Regions from separate parts of the Sus scrofa genome. Here region 1 is linked to region 2. Evidence: chromatin contacts called from public HiChIP or PLAC-seq data. All regions are on one chromosome and are shown on one strand. The core of a region is the stretch at or near the end of the contact, and the rest is flanking DNA. Distances in the headings are between cores, read along the strand shown.

Region 1 (6,564 bases), core at 885-3,384, 210 kb after region 2:
GATCATAATGCTTATTCTACAGCCTTACAGGCAATGATTCATTCTGAAAACTCCATAAGGAACCTACTCTCAGCCCTCCATTTATTCCTGCTGTGCCTTTTCATAAAGTTTGGTAGCTATGTTGACACTTTTCTTAAGTCTTTGTCTTTCATAAAAAGACCCAATTATATTTCTTTTTTTTTTTTTTTCTTTTTATGGTCGCACCTGTGGCATATGGAAGTTCCTGGGCTAGGGGTTGAATTGGAGCTGCAGCTGCAGGCCTACACCACAGCCACAGCAACGCTGGATCTGAGTCACATCTGTGGCCTGTGCCACAGCTTGCATCAAAGCCGATCATAGCCTGCAGAGCGAGGCCAGGGATCAAACCTGCATCCTCATGGACACTATGTCGGGTTCTTAACCTGCTGAGCCATAGTGGGAACTCCCTAATTATGTTTCTTCATCCTACCACTCCAATGAAAAAAACGTTTCCAGCATCACTGTGAAATAGTTCCCTTTAGGAAGGAGTTACACAGTTAGAAACTCCCAGCAATGAGAAGTGGTACTTTTTCCCCCAGATTTTTCCTGTATACAAATCCCACTTTCATGGCCCCTGGATTCATTCTCTTTCATAAGAAGAGTAGGAATTCCCATTGTGATTCAGCAGTAACAAATCTGACTAGTATCCATAAGGATTCAGGTTCAATCCCTGGCATTGCTCAATAGGTTAAAGATCAGTGTTGCTGAGAGCTGCTGCGTTGGTCACAGACACAGCTTGGATTCACCGTTGCTGCAGCTGTGGTGTAGGCTGGCAGCTACAGCTTTGATTTGACCCCTAGCCTGGCAACTTCCTTATGCCACAGGTGTGGCCCTAAAACCCAAAAGCCAAAAGCCAAAACCAAAACCCAAAAAACCAAACCAGGAGTTCCCGTCGTGGCTCAGTGGTTAACGAATCCAACTAGGAACCATGAGGTTGCGGGTTCGATCCCTGGCCTCGCTCAGTGGGTTGGGGATCCGGCGTTGCCTTGAGCTGTGGTGTAGGTTGTAGACGTGGCTCAGACCCCGCGTTGCTGTGGCTCTGGCGTAGGCTGGCGGCTACAGCTCCGATTCGACCCCTAGCCTGGGAACCTCAATATGCCGCAGGAGCGGCCCAAAGAAATGGCAAAAAGACAAAAACAAAAAACAAAAAACAAAAACAAACAAAAAAAAACCCCAAACCAAACCAAAAAACCCAGGAAGAGTAAAGAACATTTTGGAATAATTAATAACATACTCTATTCAAGTTACCATGTAACGAAGGTTATTTAGTTATTTCTTTCCCAGCTGTGTTCATAAACCTGGTTTTCAAAGCAAACGTATTATGAAAAAGAGTACATGTGATTAAAAAATGTAAACTTTCCTTTTGTGTTTGGCTAGACGTTGGCCTGATAGAAATGGCTCACGATTGTAATGTGATGTTTCTCACGTAGGTTTCCTATGAAAACTGGGCTTACGGCGAACCTAATAATTATCAGAATGTTGAATACTGTGGCGAGTTGAAAAGTGACGCTGGTATGTCCTGGAATGATATTAACTGCGAACATCTTAACAACTGGATTTGCCAGATTCGCAAAGGTATGATAACCCGCCCTCTCCTTCATCTCAGATTGGAGAACTGCCTTCCGGAGATTCCGGGATCTTCCCCTTGTTAGCAGAACCACACAAACAAAATAACAAAATCAGGGAACTGGCAGGGGGTCATCATTTCACAGGATAAGGATGAAGTTGCTGAGCAGAGATAAATGTTCCAAAGGAACAGAAGATCAAAAGGCCACCCGGGAATCCTGGACAAGAGTCACGTCCTCCAAAATAGTTCCCACAAGCCATGTCCCAGCGCAGGTTCTGGAGTCCAGCGAGTGGGTGGGTGTGCTCCATCTAAGCAGAGTCATGAGCCAGTGATTTCTGTTGGGGATTTTCACCCTCCGACCTCTGGTAGTCATCCAGCAGGTGAATGTGCTCCTCAGTCTGAATGTGCTGAATGCTCATTTCTCTAGGAAACAGTCAACCAAAGAGCGGGGTACCTTTTGTGGCCCCTGATTGCTGGGAGACTCACTATGTTATCAGTGGCCAACAATGGTCAATGCATACTTAGCATTCAGGGTTTATGACTCAGAAACTTCCACATTTTGCAGTTCCCGTTGTGGCTCAGTGATTCATGAACCTGACTAGTATCCATGAGGATGCAGATTTGATCCCTGGCCTCGCTCGATGGGCTAAGGATTCGGTGTTGCCATGAGCTGTGGTGTAGGTTGAAATCGTGGCTGTGATCCTGCATTGCTGTGGCTGTGGCATAGGCTGGTGGCTGCAGCTCCAGTTCCACGCCTAGCCTGGGAACATCCATATGCTGCGGGTGTGGCCCCAAAAAGACAAAGAAAGAAAGTTCCACATTTCCAAATCATGCATGGAGGGCAGAGGAGTCAGTTTCTTCTGCTAAGATAAATGGAACAGACGCCCCCTACCCTTACGCCTGAACCCAAATAGACACCAGCTTCCTCCTTTGTAAACAGATAAACGGAACTACATCGCCCTCTGCTGTCAGGGAACTTTATCGCCCTCTGCTGTCAGGGAACCTTGGCCACTGTTTCTAGCTCTATTGCTAAAGATACTCTGTTGCACTTCTGGTGTCTCTCTGCTTATTTTCCTTCTACTTAGATGCCTGCTTCCAAAACAGCTGCCAGAATGGAAGTTCTCATTCTGGCTCAGCAGTAAGGAATCCGACTGGTACCCATGAGGACGAGGGTTTGATCCTTGGCCTTGCTCAGTGGGTTAACGATCCAGCATTGCGGTGACTTGAGGTATAGGTCACAGCCTTGGCTTGGATCCTGTGTGGCTGTGGCTGGACCAGTTACAGCACGGATTTGACCCCTAGCCTGGGAACTTCCATATGCTGTGGGTGTGGCCCAAAAAAAGAAAAAGAAAAGACACAAGTTGTCAGAATGGAGGAATAAATAGTGGCCAATTTTTCTTTAATGTTCCCTCTTATCTACCAAGGACTAGTTGTATTGTTAGTAGGTCTATTAGCATAGATACACATTAAACCAAAAGCTAGGAAACTTTTATTAGATCCCAACAAAGTCCAGGTATATCATTAATTTCTTGGAAAGAAAAAGATTTCATTTAACTTTTCATAAAACATACATTTAGTACGAATAAAGGGTTTTTTGTTGTTGCTGTTGCTGTCGTTTTTGTCATTTTAGGGCCACACCCATGAGATATGGAAGTTCCTAGGCCTACACCACAGCCAAAGCCAACTCAGGATCCAAGCCGCATCTTCAACCTATACCACAGCTCACAGCAACACTGGATCCTTAACTCACTGAACGAGGCCAGGGATCGAACCTACCCATGTCCTCGTGGATAGTGGTCAGGTTCGTTACTGCTGAGCCATGATGGGAACTCCGAATAAGGGCTTTTTGGAAGAAAATATATTTTAGGAGTTCCCATTGTGGTGCATCGGAAACGAATCCGACTAGGAACCATGAGGTTGCGGGTTCGATCCCTGGCTTCACTCAGTGGGTTTCAGTGAGCCATGGTGTAGGTTGCAGACGCAGATTGGATCCCAAGTTGCTGTGGCTGTGGTGGTGGCCAGCAGCTGTAGCTCCGATTGGACCCCTAGCCTGGGAAACTCCATGTGCTGCCAATGCAGCCCTAAAAAGGGAAAAAAAAGAAAAAATATTTTTTTTATAAATACATAGCTCCTATTTAATGGTTTCAAATAATGAAAATTTAAAAGCTAATTATAACATGTGTTACTGTAAAATGAACATCTACTGAACATCTTTTAAATAACCCAAAACTCGCATATTTTACCCCATCTCTTTACACATATGATTAACTCCTTTCTGGAGTTGCGAAAATTAAAGGTAAGAAATTTAAGCCCAGATCTGAAATTTGAACCTAGATGTTTTGATCCCAAAAACTCATGTCTTCTTTCTTTTATGTGATGCTACTTGTTGTGCCTAAAAACCGTCTTCAAATTTCTGGTGGATTGCTGTACCTAATTTGTTTAAGTTTTTAAAAAAATTAATGTACAGTTGATTTACAGTGCTATACAGCCAATTTCTGTTGTACGGCGAAGTAACCCAGTCATGGAGGAAGAGGAAGAGAGAACCTCTTATGTTTTTAGCTAGGTTGATCCATGAAAATAGTGAAACTGGAAGGATGTGTAATAGCAAGTTCAGTAGAAATACAAGTTCAAGCACAACTGATAACTGATGTTCTTTTGTTTTCAGGACAAACACCAAAGCCTGAGCCAACACCAGCTCCTCAAGACAGTAGGTGTTTCCTTTTTGCCCCCTGATGTCCATATCAATAGCCCCCCCTTTCCTTTCTCAGTGAAAAAACAAAAAACAAACAAACAAAAACCTTACTCAAGGAAGGTGGAAAGAAGTTCTTTTTTTTTTTTTTTTTTTTTTTGCTTTTTTAGGGCCATACCTGTGGCATATGTATGTTCCCAGGCTAAGGGTTGAATCAGAGCTACAGCTGCTAGCCTACAGCACAGCCACAGCAATGCCAGATCTGAACCACCTCTGCAAACTACACCACAGCTCACAGCAATGCTGGATCCTTAACCCACTGAGCGAGGCCAGGGATCAAACCCATGTCCTCATGGATACTAGTCGGATCATTTCTGCTGCGCCACAATGGGAACTCCGGAAGAGGTTCTTAATAGCTTTAAGAATCTAATGAAAGTTTGGATCTTCTCATAAATGCACAAACAGGGTTCATGAATCACATCCAAGAGTTTCATGGATTATTTTCGTTTGGCACACTTGGTGGCTGAGAGCTATACACCCTGATTCCATTGTGCTTCTGGAGGGCAGATATAACACCTCTGTTTCCCTGGGCTGAAATCAGTAGGACCATGCTCCCTCCAGAGGCTGTTAGGAAGAATCTATGTCCTTGTCATCACCAGCTTCTAGGGCTGCATCCCTTTTGTTGGTTCATGGCCCCTTTCCCCACCTTCAAAACCAGCAATGTCCTCTCTTCCTTCACTTGTCACCCTTCCCTCTTCTGTACTCAAGTCTCCCTCTAGAAGGATGCTTGTAATTTACATCCCAGATCCCAGCTGATCTAGGATAACCTCTCCATCTGAAGATTCTTTTTTTTTCATTGTTTTTTGTCTTTTTTCTTTTTTAAAAAAATTATTATTATTAAAGTATAGTTGATTTACAATGTTTTTTTTTTTATCAAGTTCTGTTGCACAACAAAGTGAGCAAATCACACACATTTCCCTGTGTTGTGCAGTAGGATGAAGATTCTTAATCACATCTACAAAGCACCTTTTTCTGTATAAGCTAATACTGATTCCGGAGATGGAGCCCTAGGTTTCTCTGGGACTCTGATTGAGTCCACTATAGTACAGAAGCACAGAATCCTGTGGTTTGGAGGAGAAGCCTTAGGAGCCCTCCTGATACCCAAATTCCTTGGTTCTCCAATTATACATTGAAGCACCCAAGACCATCTGTTCTAAGTTCTTTGTTGCATTGAGATGACAGCTGCTCTCTCCTTGAACCTAGAATATCATGGGTGTGTATGTATCACTCAAGCATTCTAGCTCCGTGATCCTATTGATGAATGTAACACTGGGAATGCTTTCACCCAATAATGACACATGAAACTTTGTTGAGAGGAAAAGTAGCTCGTTTTTGTTTTGTTTGTTCGATTTTTTTAGGGCTGCACCTGCAGCATGTGAAAGTTCCCAGGCTAGGGGTCAAATTGGAGCTTCAGCTGCTGGCCTATACCACAGCCACAGCAACTCCGGATTTGAACCACTGAGAACTCTTTTTCTTTCTTTTTTTTTTTTTTAACTAACTACTTTTGACGGAGTTGATGGAAAGTAGATATTGGATTTAGGTAATCCAGTCTGAATTGATGTAACATCCTGTTCAGTCTGGGCTCTCAGTGTTGCATATAATTCTCATGGGGCTACTCTGCCCTTTGACTTGCATGTAGTGGACATACAAGATTCTTGAATCTGTCTGAAATTCATCACCTTTTTTTTTTTTTTTTGCATTCATTTTTCAGATCCACCGGTTACTGAAGATGGGTGGGTTATTTACAAAGACTATCAGTATTATTTTAGCAAAGAGAAGGAAACCATGGACAAGGCACGAGAATTTTGCAAGAAGAATTTTGGTGATCTTGTTTCTATCCAAAGTGAAAGTGAAAAGAAGTTTCTATGGAAATATGTAAGAATATGATTAACTTAAGAATGGAACAGTGGTGGGCGATAAGCAAAGATAATGTGTATGATTGCAACCCCCTGGTATAGTTTCAAATTATGTCCTGAATTTGAACCTTCTAAGGTCAGGGGTAAAGATGTGAGTGTGGGGGGAGGGGAGATGGGTGTTGACTGTCACAGAAATCCATGACCTGATTTCTGGAGTATTCAGGGCAGGATCACAGAGCCCAGAAACAGTGTTTGGACTGGGCCTTGTGAGAACCCAGACATGATGGCTTTGAGTTCACTAGTTTGATTTTCAAAGATTATAATGCTTATCTAGTTGGTATATGACCATCCTGGACTCTTCATGCAAAATACAA
Region 2 (6,727 bases), core at 1,602-4,101:
TGGTTTTTTTTTCCTGTTTTTTTCTTGTGGTGAGAACTCTTAAGATCTATTCTCTTAGCAACTTTCAGACAGTAAAGTATTGTAACTCTACTCTCCATGCTGTTCATTACACCCGTAGAACTTACTTATATTTGGAAGTTTGTGCCTTTTGATCCTTTTTATTCATTTTGCCGCCATCCTCCTCCCCTGCCGCCCCCTTGGCAACTACCAGTCTGCTCTATGTTTCTATGAGTTTGATTTTAGATTCCACGTATCACTGAGATCATACAGCATTTGTGTTTCTCTGACTTACTTCACCTAGCATAATACTCTCAAGGGTCTATCCATGTATATATTTAAAATAGGCTAGTCTGTAGCTCTAAACAATTATTTCCTATTTGTTTTTTTTTATTATCTAGTATAAATAGGTTTAGATAGATGCTTGTTTAAAATTTTTTTTCAAGTTTACTTTAGGCGACATTCTCTTCCTCAGCATTTCCCTTAATTTTTTGTCATCCTTTGGAGAGTTTAACTGACATTGTGCTAAATCTGAATTTATTTAGGAAGCGTGTTCAGCTTTGCTGATTTATATAATGAGAGGTGATTCTATTTGTTTTTAATTAATATTTTTTCTTTCCCTCTTTCCTTCTTTTCCTTTTCTTTCATTTGTTTTTTCTTTCTTAATACCTCTTGCTCTCTAGTTCCTTTGTATTCTCATTAATGTCCAAGCATTTATTTGTTTATCTTTGTAAATGTGATGTCTCTCTATAGCTCTTGTCAATAAAGAATTGCTTGAAAAGAATTGTGTAATAATTGAGATACCTTATTTTTTTTTTTTTTTCTTTTTTTGGCTGCATGCATGGCATGTGGACATTCCTTGGCCAGGAATCAAACCCACACCATAGCAGCAACCCAAACCCCTGCAGTGACAGCGCTGGATCCTTAACCTGAGAGCTCTTGAGATACAAGTCTAGTATTACTGGAGTTTAAAAAAAATTCAAACCCACACAATATGCTCATGTGTATGGTTGCTCTTTAACAATAACGTTTTACATACATATCCAGTTGTATTTTCACTTTCTTACTGTGCTTTGATAATTTCCCAGTAGGGAGTGATAGGCTTCAGGGCCAGATTTTGACATTCCTGGGCCCTTAGCACTTTTCTCTTCCTGGGTCCCTTTCTCCATAGAAAAATAATACAAATATTTTATGACTGCATTTTTATAAATACAACTGTATTATCATGCAGGGAAAACATTTTCTTTGATCTAAAAGTCCATCTTTTTCTTATTTTAAAAGAAATATAAACATTTTTGTGGGCCCCTAAAATTGTGAGCCCTGTAAGCATTGTGCCTCCATGCCTAAGGATGAGTATTACAGAATTGGGTTATAGATTTGCAGACCAATTTAGTAATAAAAAGTTATTAATGTTCTTCTCAGGTGAACATTAAAGTAAGGGCTACTTATAATGGGGTTCTTAATAGGTAGTTTATTTATATTGTGGCAAAGTAAAAAAGGCATAAAATTTACCTCTTTATCTGATTTTAAGTGTACAGTTTGTGGCCTGCACTACCTTCACATTGTTTTGGGAGCTTTACCACACTCCATCTCCCGATCTTTTCGTCATCCCCAACTGAACTCAGCCTATTAAACAACTGACCACCTCACCCCCTGCCTTCACCAGAATGGGTAGCCACTTAGAGTTTGTTGTTAATCTTTTAAATCACTTTATAATTAGTTATATGGAAAACTTATGGAGATCTGGCTTATGCTGTCTAAGAATACATACGTTTGCATATGGGTTGTTGATGGTAGCATAAGAATATTCAACAGTGTTGTAGGTTGTCAGTGCGGTGTTGAAAGATTGAGATGTGATTGATGTGAGAGGGAAAAGGGGAGATGAATATTCCTGAGACAAATGTAGATAGGACGCGTTGAGGTAGGAATTTATGGTTTGCATGTAATTGGTGAGGTTGTTTGTATGCTAGGCAACTGTCTGGATTTTTTAAAAAGCATTGGCACGTGGTGTTAATCTATAATTTTATAAAACGTACAGGTCTGTTTAAGAGGATGGATTCAGGCATGGTGGAGGAAACTAGGAAAAGCGTTTCTGTTTGAGTAAGATTTGTTGTTTTTTAATCAAAATGATTTGTAACCAGCAACATTATAGAATTTACTGCATAAATTAAATAAATAACTTACATTAAAGTCTTTCTTCCTTAAGAAAATAATATTTAAAAATCTGTTTGGCCCTTAAAATATTTTTTTTTTTTTGAGTTACCTGTTTTAGAGCCGTGGTTGGAAAATATTCTCAAGTTTTAAGGAGGAAATAAAGAGCCAATTATTGCGAAATTTCATTTAGTCAGAGAACTGTGACCCAGAAACATGGTTCCAGTGATATTTCAAAAAACCCTGCTTAATTCTTCCTCTTTGAGAAAATCTTACTGATGTGTTCTTTGAACCACACATATGTGTGTGTTTGTTCATTGTTTTAAAGAAATACTTACGGTTATATGAAATACGTACTTTCTTCAAAAATAAATGCATACTTAACATGCCTCAAACATTAAAACAGTTTAAAGGATGGACGTTGACAAGTGTAACTCCAATCCCTGTTTCCTTCCCCATCCTCTATAGATAACCACTGTTGTTTCTTTCCATTGTTTCTCAACACAAACACAAGTGTATTTTCCCCGCATTAATAGACAATAAGTATGTCACATATGCTCTTCTACATTTGTAGTTACTTTATTCTTTAGTATGTCCTAACAGCCTGAAATGTTTAAATATGCTGGACCTAAAACTTTCAAAAACACTCTCAAATTTTTTTTCTAACTTCCTAAGATATTCACATGATCTTTAGTGTGCCGTTCCAGTGTCTGAGTAAGTACTGAAAAATGCTTAGCCAGTGAGGTCATGTGATGGACTGAAAACGTCTGTTTGTTCAGAATCAAGAGAACTTTCAGAATAATAGTAGCAGTTTTCTTTAACTTGTTGTCACATATAAATAGCTTTTGTCTATTAGTTTTGATTGATTTGTTTGTAGAAGATAGATGTGAGGGTAGGTGTTGATTATTCACAATAAAAAGTTAAAATTCTGTATTTGACATCCAGATTAATTTGTGCTATTTATAGCTTAACTTTCTTTGCTTAGCTTTTGACAAAAATATAGTTGACTGAGCGTGTAAAACATGATGAACTTTTTTCTTTACGTGGCTGAGGGGTCTATTAAGTCTTTTATTTAGATAGACTTAGAAGGATAAAATGATAGTCATTACTGACGTTTTGTGAAAAATATAAATAGAAGCTTTTGGGAAAGAATTTGTTAAAATTCGTTTTCATTGGCTTTATATTGTCTTATCCTGGACCTGGGCTTTGACTGTTTCTGATCTTCACCTGGAGGTTGATAGAATATTTCCTGATTTCTTTTAAGGGAAAAGTAGTCTGGGGCTTAGATGTCTTCAGGTTGGAAGGGCAGCATCAGGTTGAGAAACAGATTTCTTCCCTATATTTTGTAATAATCAGTCCTCAATTTACTGGCCTTAGGTTTTAAAATCTTTAGTGTTTTTTTATGAATAATAGCCAACATTTATTGACAGCTTATTATCTGCCGGTTCTTGTTTAAATGCCTTATTTTATTTAATCATCACAACAGCTCTAGGTACCCTTGAGTTTTTCTAGTTTACAAATGAGAATCTGATTCATTTTTAGGGTTTTAAGTGTAATTTAAACGAGGGGAGGATTACCAGCAGGAATAACATTAAAAGCTTTTTTTGGTAAAGCGTGGTCTTGTTTTCAAGGTATCTTTCACTTTCTTAATATCACAGAATTACTTCCATTGATTTCATACTTTCTGTATCCATCGTTTTTTCTTTCCTTTGACAAACAGTAAGTACTGCCTGGGTGTCATGCTTTAGCTTTACAGTGGTGAATAAAGCAAGCACAGCCTTTGTCCTCAGCTATGGTAACAATTTACCGAGTAGAAGATAGAAGTAAGTAAATAATGGACCAAGAAGACAGTGAGCAGAGTGCTTAGTGGAGAATAAAAGGGGAGACCCACTTAGATTGTTCAGGGAGGGACTGGTATGAGGGGGTAATAACATCTATACTATGATTTTAAAGTTGAGAAGAAGCAAAGAGTTGAAAGCAGAGGTCATTAATGTGGTGTATGTTATAAATAACAAATCAATATTGATACATTATTATTAAATAGTCTGTGGTTTACATTATAACTAAGGCTCACTGGGTGCTGTAAAGTTTTATTGATTTTTGACAAGTCCATAATGACATGTATCTGTTATTACAGTATCACACAGACTAGTTTCACTGTCTTTAAAATGTCCTGTTGTTCTACTGTTCATTCCTCTCCTTCCTCTTTCTGAGCCTTTGATAACCACTCTTTTTTTTTTTTTTTTAAACTATTTCTAAAATTTTGCCTTTTCAAAACGTTATTCAGTATGTGGTATGTAGCACTTTCACACTGGCTTCTTTTACTTAGCAAAATGCATTTAAGTGTCATCTATGTCTTTTCATGGCTTGATAGCTCATTTCTTTTTATTTCTGAATATTTCATGGTATGGATGTACTATAGCTTGTTTATACATTCACCAATTGAAGGATATCTTCATTGCTTCTAGTTGTTGATGATTGTGAATAAAGCCGCTGTCAAACATGTTTGTGTGTGTGTGTGTGTGTGTGTGTGTGCATGGACATAAGTTTTTAACGCATTTGGGTAAAAACATAGGAGTGTGGTTGCTGGATCGTGTGATAAAACTATGTTGAGCTTTGTAAGAAACCACCAGTCTTCCAAAGTCCCTTGCGATTTCATTTTTTTACATTTAGGTCTTTGATCTGTTAGGAATTTATCCTGTTGCGTAGTGTGAGGTATGGCTCTAACTTTGTACTGTTCTGTTTGGCTCCCTCAAAATTCTGACAGCATTTACTGAATAGTCTTTCTTTGTCCTTTCGGATTTGAAATTCTACCTTTATATACTACATTACCAAATGTATTTGGACCTCTTTTTTGAATTTTCCTTTTTGTCCCATTGCTGTATATCTATTCATGTGCTCTACCATGTGGTTTTAATTATTAAAGCCTTATAATACATTATAGTATGTGGCAGGGTTGGTTTTCTTTTTTTTTCTCCCGCAGTTTTTCTAGATACTCTTATTCTTCCCTGCTGTCAGCAGATAAACTTTGAAATTGGCTCTATTAGTTTAAAAACAAAATGATTTCTTTTTAAATGGGCCTATTTTTAAATTACTACATTACCTTTTTTTTTTTTGTCTCTTGTCTTTTCAGGGCCGCACCCACGGCATATGGAGGCTCCCAGGCTAAGGGTCTAATCGGAGCTACAGCTGCAGGTCTACACCACAGCCACAGCAACACCAGATCCGAGCTATGTCTGTGACCTACACCACAGCTTATGGCAATGCCGGATCCTTAACCCACTGATTGAGGCCAGGGATCGCACCCACAACCTCATGGTTCCTAGTCGAATTTGTTTCCGCTGCGCCACGACGGGAACTCCTACATTATGTTTTTGATATAAAAATTTTTCTACCAAGTATGTAGCCAGTCTTTCTGTTTATATCCTTTAGTACATTTTTAAAGTTTTCCTCTTATAAACCTCGTACATTTTTGATGAAGTTTTTTATAAAGTGTCTTGTTTTAGTCACTATTTAAGTGAAGTCTTGCTTTAACTGGTTGTTTGATGGGGGTTTTCTCTTTTCCAAGGTAGAATCGGAGCTGCAGCTGTATCCGGGAGAGAGTGATCCATTCTAAGGAGGAAATCGAGATGATGATTCAGGAGAAAGTAGGGATAGGATAGTCATAGGCGCTAAGTCCTTGACTAGACAGTAGAGTTTGGGATCTGATTAGGTGTGATTTTTCCATCTTTACTTGCCCTAGACAATGATTTTACTTTGGCATTTTGTTATGGTTTACATTTTTTTTCCCCTGTGTCCACAGCTTGCAGGAGTTTCTGGGCCAGGGATGGAACCTGTGTCATAGCAGTGACCCAAGTCACAGCAGTGACAATACCAGATCCTTAACCCACTGAGCCACCAGGGAACTCCCTGTTTTTTACTATGATTTTTATTTTTTTTATTTAATAATTTTTCTTTTTTCCACTATAGTGGTTTATAGTATTCTGTCAGTTTTCTTCTGTACAGCAAAGTGACCCAGTCTCTCTCTCTCTCTCTCTCTCACACACACACACACACACACACACACACACACATATACACATATTCTTTTTCTTACATTATCCTCTATCATGTTCCATTTATAAGTGACTGGATATAGTTCCCTGTGCTATACAGAAGGATCTCATTGCTTATCTACTCCAAATGCAATAGTTTTACTATGATTTTTAAAACTGTATTTTATAGAACAGGACCTATAGAATCCTAGTGATCTAGAGGTTGTTTCATAGATGAGGAAACTAAAACCCTGAGATTTTTTTTTTTTAGGGCTGTTCCCATGGCATATGGAAGTTTTCAGGCTAGGGGTCGGATCAGAGCTGCAGCTGCCCGCCTACACCAGAGCCACAGCAACACTGTGGGATCTGAGCCGTGTCTGTGACCTACACCACAGCTCATGGGAACCCTGGATTCTTAACCCACTGAGCAAGGCCAGGGATCAAGCCCGCATCCTCATGGATACTAGTTGGGTTCACTACTGCTGAACCACGACAGGAACTTCTAAAGCCCTGAGATTTTAATGTGACTTGTCCAAAAGTAGTAG

The links. HiChIP or PLAC-seq counts read pairs in DNA pulled down with a chosen protein or histone mark.
Region 1: an H3K27ac HiChIP or PLAC-seq map of alveolar macrophages shows a contact between it and region 2. The contact joins two enhancer-like sites. A contact is called at or near these places in 2 of 2 datasets of contacts at active chromatin or transcription factors (alveolar macrophages and skeletal muscle).

What each region holds. Positions count from the first base shown.
Region 1 is chr10:44,183,142-44,189,705 of Sscrofa11.1, forward strand. MRC1 (mannose receptor C-type 1) reads left to right here. Exons shown (of 30, transcript NM_001255969.1): 15 at 1,449-1,593; 16 at 4,251-4,292; 17 at 6,046-6,209. Among named protein-coding and RNA genes, the nearest start is that of SLC39A12, 53 kb to the right of the region's middle. Within about 2 kb of position 2,135, at least 4 of the 83 cell types and tissues checked have an H3K27ac peak or open chromatin away from gene starts, as enhancers often do. A contact at or near this core is called in alveolar macrophages, where this site is marked.
Region 2 is chr10:43,969,855-43,976,581 of Sscrofa11.1, forward strand. All of the region lies in intron 2 of STAM (signal transducing adapter molecule 1), which reads left to right. Among named protein-coding and RNA genes, the nearest start is that of STAM, 26 kb to the left of the region's middle. Within about 2 kb of position 2,852, at least 27 of the 83 cell types and tissues checked have an H3K27ac peak or open chromatin away from gene starts, as enhancers often do. A contact at or near this core is called in alveolar macrophages, where this site is marked.